Linked DNA regions of Mus musculus: region 2 is linked to region 1. The links are chromatin contacts, called in public HiChIP or PLAC-seq maps. All regions are on one chromosome and are shown on one strand. The core of a region is the stretch at or near the end of the contact, and the rest is flanking DNA. Distances in the headings are between cores, read along the strand shown. Region 1 has its middle 16 kb from the start of Gm52253. Region 2 overlaps Gm30790 (predicted gene, 30790).

Evidence for each region. HiChIP or PLAC-seq counts read pairs in DNA pulled down with a chosen protein or histone mark.
Region 2: an H3K27ac HiChIP or PLAC-seq map of regulatory T cells shows a contact between it and region 1, with 5 times the contacts expected there. The contact joins two enhancer-like sites. A contact is called at or near these places in 2 of 39 promoter capture datasets (cranial neural crest and liver), 1 of 484 Hi-C or Micro-C datasets (bone marrow-derived macrophages) and 1 of 115 datasets of contacts at active chromatin or transcription factors (regulatory T cells).

What each region holds. Positions count from the first base shown.
Region 1 is chr16:76,414,122-76,419,001 of GRCm38.p6, reverse strand. No RefSeq gene overlaps it. Among named protein-coding and RNA genes, the nearest start is that of Gm52253, 16 kb to the left of the region's middle. Within about 2 kb of position 2,716, at least 16 of the 459 cell types and tissues checked have an H3K27ac peak or open chromatin away from gene starts, as enhancers often do. A contact at or near this core is called in regulatory T cells, where this site is marked.
Region 2 is chr16:76,759,394-76,764,527 of GRCm38.p6, reverse strand. The region is part of intron 1 of Gm30790 (predicted gene, 30790); the gene reads left to right. Among named protein-coding and RNA genes, the nearest start is that of Gm30790, 17 kb to the left of the region's middle. Within about 2 kb of position 1,472, at least 41 of the 459 cell types and tissues checked have an H3K27ac peak or open chromatin away from gene starts, as enhancers often do. A contact at or near this core is called in regulatory T cells, where this site is marked.

The sequences.
Region 1 (4,880 bases), core at 1,467-3,966:
ATTCAGCCCACCTAGCAGAGAACCATAGGGACCGACTGACAATGAAGCTTGCCTGCACCCTCGTCCCCTGCCTGTGTTTCTTGCTGATCTATGCATCCTTCGTTTTTTACATTTGAAACAACTGCATCTCCATGTTTACCTAAGGGTCTGTCACAGAAGTCAGAAATCTACCATGCTGTGTTCTCCTGAACCATCTGCTTCATGATTAAGAGGTTGGCCATCCCGTACAGGAAGCCCCATTCCTTCAGGTGATGTTTCTTTACTCTGATATCCTCGCATCTAGAACCATCTTTGGCATGCACTAAGTGAACATAAATACTGGTTGAGTAGAAATGGGAGCCCTACCTGATATCAAGCCCACATGGAAGACAAATCCTAAAGTAGAGGGAACCTACATTTGTGTTGGGCTGTAGTTCATAGATGCACGGGGATTCCTTCAATGTCATCTGCATTGCATCGTAGATAACAAACCCAAACATGACTCCATTGCCCACACTTTAAAGGGAGAAACTAGTGGACTTCTGAAACTACTTCGTATTACTATAAAACGAACAGCAACGTATACGTCACTCACTCTGTGCTGCGTGTTTCCTGGGCTTTTCTCATTGGATCTATTTAACCTTCTGTTAACTCTGCAAACGTGCTTTAACACTATTCTTACTTTACATTGAACAGACAAGAGAATAGAATGACAACTTTCACAGAACCACACGGCTGCTACGCTGGCGTTAAGCTCAGGACCCAGTTCTAACTCCTTCGGCATCTTTAGAGGGATCTGGACACCCTTCTATTTATCATCAGTCATTCTTGATAGAAACGTTTCTTAATGAAAAGGGATCGTTTCTGAACACATAACCCTGTCAAGATTAGCAATGTATTACCATGGTACAATGAATATGATGAAAGGAGGACGGTGGTGTACACAGAGAACTGCTGGGCTTCCAACATTTTGGTTTTCACAACACTAGACAGAATTAGCATTTCTTGCCTTTAAAATTAACAATTGAGCAGGGCGTGGTGGCGCACGCCTTTAATCCCAGCACTCGGGAGGTAGAGGCAGTCAGATTTCTGAGTTCAAGGCCAGCCTGGTCTACAAAGTGAGTTCCAGGATAGCCAAGGCTACACAGGGAAACCCTGTCTCGAAAAACCAAAAACCAAAAACCAAAAAAAAAAAAAAAACAAAAAAACAAACAAACAAAAAAAACAATTGATACAGGTACTTTTTTTTCCCTAATTATACCTTTCATGTTACCCATTTCTATGTCATCAAACTAGGCAGAAACTAGGCTTTTTTAGGGAAGTAGTTTGATCTCAGGAACATGGGCAGTGGAGGGATAATGATCAGGAACTGAAGGCCAAGTTTGGCTCTGTAATGAATTCAAACCAGCTTGGGATACATGAGATTCTGTTTGCGAAAAAGAAACAAAACAAGCAAACAAAAACAACAGAAAATTAAGCTAAACTGAAAGCAAAGTTGTGTCTGTATTCCAGCCAGAATAGCCATGTTGCTGGGTTCAAACTCCTCTACACAAACATATATATACATTTATTATTACATATATATAATCACTCCGTTTTCAGTAGAGGTTTCTCTTTGGTTTAACTATCTGGTCACTTAGGCTACACCTATTCTAAAAAAGAAGAAAAAGATAATGGATTCCTTCTTGAAAACACGGCCTGGCTTCAAAATGAAAGTTGTATTTGTTCTTGGTGATCCGTTCTTTTATGTTATCAAATTTACCACATATTATCTGAATCAATAATTTTGATAACATTTATTATCCCTTTATTGTCAGCAATCTCTCTATTCTGGATTTCCCCATAATCTCTATTTTTAAAATAGGTATCTCCTCCATATTCCTTTTCCATTGAACACATATTTCTTGCTTTATAATATCTTTCTATGAATTTTGAAACATGATGTTCAATAGTTACCTTCAGTCCCTATTGCTTGATAATGTTCTAAGTTATCAGTCACAGCTCAACTTCACACATTTTCTCACCTGAGAGGTTCATAGACGTTTATCAATTTTATTTCTATAATACACTTACATTTTATGTCATGAAAGAGACAAACATAGGTATTTTCCCAGCAACCCTGAAAGGTACCTGTAAGACCCTGGACAACCTTGTATCATGCTTCATGAACCCAAGTTCACAGAACTAAAGTTGTGTGATAGTTTAAATTATCAATGGATTCAGAACCATAGGACTTCTACTATTAGCTCTTGACTTATCAAGATTCTAGTCATGCATTACAGTTGGCCTGCTTAATCACATTTCTCATTTACCATCTTGTGGTCTACCAATCCAAACCAAACCAAAACTTACCACAAACCCCTCTTGCATATAAGCGAAGCAAAAGCGAAAGCAAAGCAAAACAAAACAAAACAAAACAAAACAAAACAAAACAAAAACAAAACACAAAAACCCTCCAAGCCAAGATGAGGAAAGTGAAAATTCTATCATGCTGTCATCCCACTGCCTTCCACTCTTAAAACCCCAGCTCAAAAAAACAAAACAAAACAAAACAAAAAGAACAACAACAACAAATGCATATTGTGTACCAAATACTAAGTACAGCTAGTATATGAGATATATTTTCCATTTGTTTGAGTCCGTTTTGGTGCCTGATCCAGATGAGCTCAGGGGATTTTGTCAGGATATGTGTCTTCTACACATTAGCCAGCTCCGTTTTTAGTTAGTTTACAGGAAACTGATTGAAAAATGAAACCTCTTACTCAAACAGAATGCTGATAGGAGAAATGGTTCCACTTCATTGCCTCCTTTGAACCACGGGTCTGAGAGACTTTCCTGGGTGGCACTTGGCCAGCAGCGCTTTTGCAGCAATCTTCTGAGAAACCATCTTTGTTGAATACCTACCTCACCTGAATAAACGTAAGAGCTTAGTCTAACTATGGGCTGCTCATCAGTTGTCATATACACGGCTTCTTTGACTGGGTTGAACATGTACATCACTAGAAGTAGACTCTTTTTGCTAGTCAAGTGCAAGATACAAGTCCCCCTCAAGTACAATTTTATGACCATAGGATGATACGTCGGATTTCTTCTATTTGAGTGACTGTTCATGTAGCATTGTTTCAGTGTTGGGTATGGTACATATTTGGGTTGTCATGTACAGGGTGTCATCTGGGAAGGGTACCATGGAATCAATAAAGACTAATGAACTCCTTGCTTCCAAAGAGCAATTATAAAATAAATAGGCATTTAAGATCAAATTGGAAATGCCTGCGTCACTGAAAGGCTATTTTGGAAAGAGTTTTACCTCAAATAAAGATATCAGGCCTTTAAATAGGTGTAAGTACCGGGTGTTATGACAAGGCCTTGAGCTTTTATTGCTGCCCTGTGGGTAGCACTACCAAGCTGTTAGCCCGGACTTTGACCCGGGACCCTAGAGACTCATATTGTAAATGTCGGAGTCTTGGAGTGAAGTTAAGATTAGAAGCCAACACTATACAGCAAGTCACAAACTGTGAGTGTTAGAGACAAGCGATGCCTTTTCTGAGGCAAGGACTTTTTAAAGTTGGCTTTTTCTCCTTGCTGTCTCATGCTTTAAAAGTGAGGACAAGGACTGTTTTCTTGCAAGACAATGAACAATTTAGCCTCTTGCTTTGAAAGTTCTGACACTAATTTGCTGCATTAAAACAAATGTTCAACGCTCAAATGGGCGCTAAGTGAAACATAAATGGTTTATAGGAATTCATAAATTCCACATTAAATGTTACAAATCAGGCAGCTTTTGGATGGCAGCATTTATAATGGTTAACTGGTACACACAGTGAATTGTTATTCCTCTGTTTTGGGTTTTGGCTCTTAGACCTGGTCAGAAAATGTACACAGGCTAATTTAGGAATTACCAAAAGAAGATTGCTCTAACTCGACTCCCTGACGTATCTATGTTTCTATACTTAAAACATTAGATAGAAAAAAAACTAATGTACAGTCTAATCCAAGACATAGTATAGCCATCTTCCCGAATTGGTAGCTACTAGATTAATTTTTAGCTACAGTGTATTTCTCAAAACTTTTTAGTTGGAGTCTTGGACCAGACCCCTCAGTATTGGATCTAGTGGAGGTGATTGGGACAATATTTGTTCCCACAAAAGGCCAACAATTTAGGTCCAAAGCAAAAGATCACATCATGCATGAAAGTTTGGAAACTGAATGTTGCTTGCAAGGTGGGGCTTTGAGAATGTTCAGAGCTCAAATGGGCTCCAGCCTCTGGCCGACAGGTTGGCACAAACGTGGGGCAGCCTGCCAAGGGTGTGAGACGTAGTGTAAAGACGGCCACATTTTGCTACTGACGCTTCAAAAGACAAGAAGCCTTCATGCTAACTCAGCCATTCAAAGCTCTGAGCCCTCTGTCATTTGAGGCTCTGCTCTGAGGTCAAGCAGGAGATCTTGAATAACACACACACACACAAATAGTCTAGAGACATTTGTGGCTCTGGTGGGGTATAGGTAACTAGATTTACTAGAAGCAAAGTTTAAAAATCTACCTCATAAAAATGACAACAGCTGCTCCTTTGCATTTAAAATGGGGCAGGTTTTACTTATTCTTGAAAATCACAGTATATTTAAAACCTTTCCGAAATGCAGAAAGCCTCTTTTATTTGTCCATATGAAATTTTACTAAAGCTAATGACATACAAACATTAAGGAGATAACATTTTTGAAGCTTTGATTTCTATAGGTAAGTTTAGTCTGATATTCTGGAAGCTTTCTTCCAAGGGGCCAGGGGACTGGTGAAAAACTAGGGAGGAGCCAAGAATGAAGCTTGCCTCCTGACACCACTGCTTCTACCCTTGTAACCTTTGACAAGGAAGTTAGTGGTTCTAAACATGTGTCCCTCTCCAAGA
Region 2 (5,134 bases), core at 223-2,722, 350 kb before region 1:
TCCCACAGCTAAATCTAGACTTTTTGGCATCGAGTACAGGTCTGCAATTACCCTTATGACTTCAAAGCTCAGCTTCACAGGTAATTGGGGAATGTTAGCTATGTTCTTTATGCACAAGTTAACTCATTTACACGAGAACAATTAGTGTAACAGTGTCATGAGTCTGTGAGGATTCTATAGCTCACCCGAAGCTACTTAGGAACATATAAACATTCATGTATGCATAATTATCTATTAATGTCCTTTTATATTTTCATTATTTTTATTGTACAAATGAAAATGTTCTTTCTTCGTATCATATAGAATTGACACAGTGACATGAAAATGATGTAATTGGCTCATAAAACCTGGACCTGCCTACGATGTAAACTGAGGCCACTTTAGGGAAGCCAGAGGAAGATATCTTGCTGTGAAATGTGGTCTCCTGTCTGGGGATAAGTAGAAGATGCTGTAGAAGCAGAAGGTTCTGGCATTGTCTGGAAATGGTTCCTTCAGCCATATCAAGTGTGTGTATAAAACAGACCCCAGAAAAGCAGAGCTGCTAAAGAACTGTGTGTAAGCCAAGTGTCTCAATAATCTCCAGTGCCTGAGCTTCCTTCCTGTTGAGCTCGGTGACTGTACTCACTTAGGGACACCATCGCCGCCACCAAGAGAAAGGTCATGAAGCAGGGTTTCTATTAGCGCTGACATTTAACAAGGAGCGATTGATCTGAAAGCAGGCTTGATACTTAGATATAGTCTACCAGTGTTTTCCTAAAATTCCTTTAAAATGAGACTTAAGTCCACATGCTCTTTTTCTTGCCTCTGTGAATACTTTTTTTTTTTTTAAACTAGATCAAAAACTCCCAAAAGCTAGGTCAAGTACAATGCAGGATAATTCATGTCTTCAGTCCCTGTAAAAGGCAGAGAATCTGAGTATCTCCTAGTGAAAGGAGTAATCATAGTTCTTAATGGTATGAAGACACTAGTGACTGATCCCTAGCTATCCTGAGGCCTCATTGCTAACACATGAGCTCAGATGAAATCTAAAATTGCTATTACAGGCCCATTGCTGTGTATCATAATCATTTGAGATTAAAAAAATGCCATAGTTTTGAGTCTTTGGAAACTGCTGCACTTAAGTTCTAAACTGTTGCTTTTTAAAAAGGCTAATTTGGGGTTGGGTACATTGGTGTCTCTGTCTTATAAAACAGCAAGCTAAAAAAGAAAAAAAAGGAAAAAGAAAGAAAGAAGGAAAGAAAGAAAGAAAGTAGAAAAAGAAAAAAAAAACGAATGAAAAATGTCAGCAGAGACATTTTTTCTAGTCGATGTCAGCACAAAAGGGTGACTCAGTTGTTTCATCTCCCAACAGCTGCATGCTTTCATTGACATTTGGTGACCTTTCTTTGTGCACCCAGCCTAACCTCTTAGGTTATTTCCTGGCCTCCCTTCTGTGACCTATGACCGAGGCTGACCTTTAGCTGGAGAATGTGACATTTTGTTCTCCTCTAGCTGACATGTGATGCTCTCATTATTCAAAGGTATGTGAAAATAACGACCCAGAGTGACCTGTGAGTTTCCTTTCATTTATTGGTTGTTTTGGGTGCTTGTTCAGCATGTAGTGGCCTTGGTTGAAAGGGGGTGAGGCTGAGAAATGGAGGGGGAGAGGGTAGCCAATGTCTCTTTAAAAAAAAAAAAAAGTTCACAATTCTATCTGCTTTCCTGCCAGACGGGCCATTCGAATGTGCAAGAACACGTTAGTATTTCCTGTTTCTGGATTTAGGAACAGGGTTGGCCTTCAAACAACAGGTCTTCTTGGGGGAAACAAGCACTTCAATGCAGTGGGGAAAGCTATTTGTTTATTTATCTCCTTCCAACGAATGGTACCCCTACCTCCCTGCAGAGAATTTTTATGCATGAGTTTCCTGTAGATCCAGAAGGGATAATATACACACAAAGATAATGTCAAAACGAGTACTCAAGACACTTGTCATTTACATGCTAAATGTGTGACCCAGATGGAAACTGAAAGTGTCTTCTCTCTATAGAAAAGATTTTTGTTTTCATCATATATTCTAATAAATTTGATTATTCCTATGACAATTAGTTTAAGACCACATGTATATTGGTATGTAAGTGTACTCAACAGGTACAAAATATGGAAAAATAAAATTAAATCAAGGCACTGGTGAAATAACTGTCATAAATTACTTATGTATTTTAGAATCGACATGGAAGGTATTTACCTATAAGAATTAAATACTGAAAATAATATTTATCTCAAAATATCCCATGAAGTAATTTATGATTTCTGATATTACTTCATTTTTCAACAAGGTAAAGCATATTTCCACTTTAACAAACTTGTAGATCAGGAACCCAGTTCCTTTTATGAGGCATGTATCTGTTTCTGTTTTGCTCACAGTCAGTTCTCACTTCTCATATAAACATCCCTGGAACAGTTCCAACCAGTGCAGAAGATGGAGGACAGAAGTTTGGATTGCTTGACCAAAATGTAAACGTTGTTGTCTAGTCTGAGATTTCATCACTTTACAAAGCAAGATGCTGAGGTCACAGTGGAGTTACCAGTGGGCCTCTTAAGTACAGCATCAACTATGTCAGTTTCAGCAAGAACACTAGGCCCTCTTGGTGCAGGTTCATATAAAGTTCCTCCTTCTTTTTTTTTTTTTATTTATTACATATTTTCCTCAATTACATTTCCAATGCTATCCCAAAAGTCCCCCATACCCCTCCCACTTCCCTACCCACCCACTCCCCCTTTTTGGCCCTGGCGTTCCCCTGTACTGGGGCATATAAAGTTTGTGTGTCCAATGGGCCTCTCTTTCCAGTGATGGCCGACTAGGCCACCTTTTGATACATATGTAGCTAGAGTCAAGAGCTCCGGGGTACTGGTTAGTTCATATTGTTGTTCCACCTACAGGGTTGCAGATCCCTTTAGCTCCTTGGGTACTTTCTCTAGATCCTCCATTCTAAAGCCCCCATTTCTTCTCTACTTTCACCTCCGATTCTTGAAAAATGTAGTTTCACCATTATAGTGTTTTGTTGTTTTTTTGGTATAGTTAAAAAAATAAAAAACATCGTGGGTCCTGTGGATCTTTTCTCATGTGTGACTTAGATAATTGTTTAAACTTGTGTCAGGCTGATAATCCTCCAAATTTGCTTAAACAACCATTCTCTTACAACTTATAATATCTGTGATTAATTTCAAAGAGGCTAGGACAGATGTCAGTGCAGCATGAAATGTGTTGTTTATGTCCCAAGGAGCTGTGCCTGACTCCTCTGGAGTGCTACCTTCCTGGAGGAAGGTTGAGTTGACTTCTGATTTGTAAAATAATGCCATATAGGCTATAGGGTCAACAAATATTTAAATGGAAGCTTTATACAGGGAACTCCAGGAGTGATAAGATACTGTGTACTGCACCTGGCCTTCAAGGAAGTATGTTCTTTCTTGGATCATGCCAAAGTGCCGAACTCCTATAAGAAAGTTTTATATGTTTTAGAGTTTGACAAGATATGGTGGCTTGAGTCTGCAACATCAGATCTTGGGAGGCCAAAGTGAAAGGATACCTGAACTAGATAGCAGGGTTCTGTCTCAAAACAGAAGCTGTGTGGCTCCAGAAAAAAAAAAAAGAAAGGAAGGAAGGAAGAAAGGAAGGAAGGGAGGGAGGGAGGGAGGGAGGGAGGGAGGGAGGGAGGGAGGGAGGGAGGGAGAGAGAGAGAGAGAGAGAGAGAGAGAGAGAGAGAGAGAGAGAGAAAGAAAGAGAGAAAGAAAGGGCATCAACATAAATCTATGTTTTCATAATTTTATTAGCTCTGTCCAGTGAATGTTTGTTCACAGATAAGTTCTTGGCTTACAGATAAAATATATTTCAAGGGCCATTTTTATGCCTAATTGGTGTATAACATCCATTGAACATCAAAACAAACTTTACAAGTCATTAAATATAGGCCCATTAACTCCTGTAGCATGAAGGATACTGTCAAAGCTGGAGTCCTGGTACTCAAACAACAACACAAAGTCATAACTTAAGGTTTCCCTGCTTCAAATAAACTAAAGAGATAATGAAGTGTGAGATTCTGTCCACTTAATTAACATGACCAAGAATCACAACAGGAAAAAAAAATGTAGTATATGTTCAGAACAGCTATCCACATTTAGCATGAGTGTTTGCTTCTTGATGTTACTCTTCTCTTTAACACTAAAACATATTCTTTTGACAACAAACCAAAACCAAACCCAAAGCAAACTAAAGAAGCACTTTAGCCTGCTATGGGTATAGCCTTAATAAACAGAAGGCCTAAAACAAAAACAAAACAAAACAAAACAAAACAAAACAAAACAAAAGGTAATGCAGTTGGTGAGTTTGATGCAACTGACACCTGATGTTATTTTGGTTCATTCCACTTTCTAAAGGGAAGAGCAGTCTTTCTCTTCTATTTTTAGGTCTTTACATAGGAATGGCTATGATAGACCTGAAAGACATCTTGAGCTTCCTGGCTCGGAAATGCTTTGTGCTCCCATCCCCTCTAGTCATTTGTGCTTTATTTTTGGGAGCAGCAGTAGAAACCTGTTTTTGCACTTAGCTCATTCTCTTCTCTGTAAAGATACGTATTTCTCAGGCATTTAATCATGGTTAAAGACAAATGTTTTCACTCGTTAAAAAACCTTTTTCCATGACTATGATATAAGACTTTCTGCATGGGACCCTTTTCATGGACAAAGAGTCTTTATGTGATGACTAATAATGGAGTTATACCTGAAGGAGGAGTGAAAGCTTCTCCAGATCCCTGTAACCTCATGAGAAAGAGACCCTAGTTGATGCTTTTGGCATTCCCTGATTGTCACTTAAAGGTCTTCAAATATAAAGACCGTGTGTTCTATAGGTAGACTCCTAATAGCCATAAATCTATATCTCCTTGGCTAAGTAAGGCTTTTCTCCGTATGTTTTCTTAAGCACCAGTGACAAGCACATAAGAGTAAGGACCATTTTTGCTCGGCTTGCTCCTAATTTCCATGTCTTTATACAGCTATTGCCTAATTTACCCATGATTCTGCATCAGTCCAAATTCATAAGGAAAAAGCACTGTAAGTGGGGAAGCCAAAGTCTTCAGAGATCAAAAGGAACAGGGAATT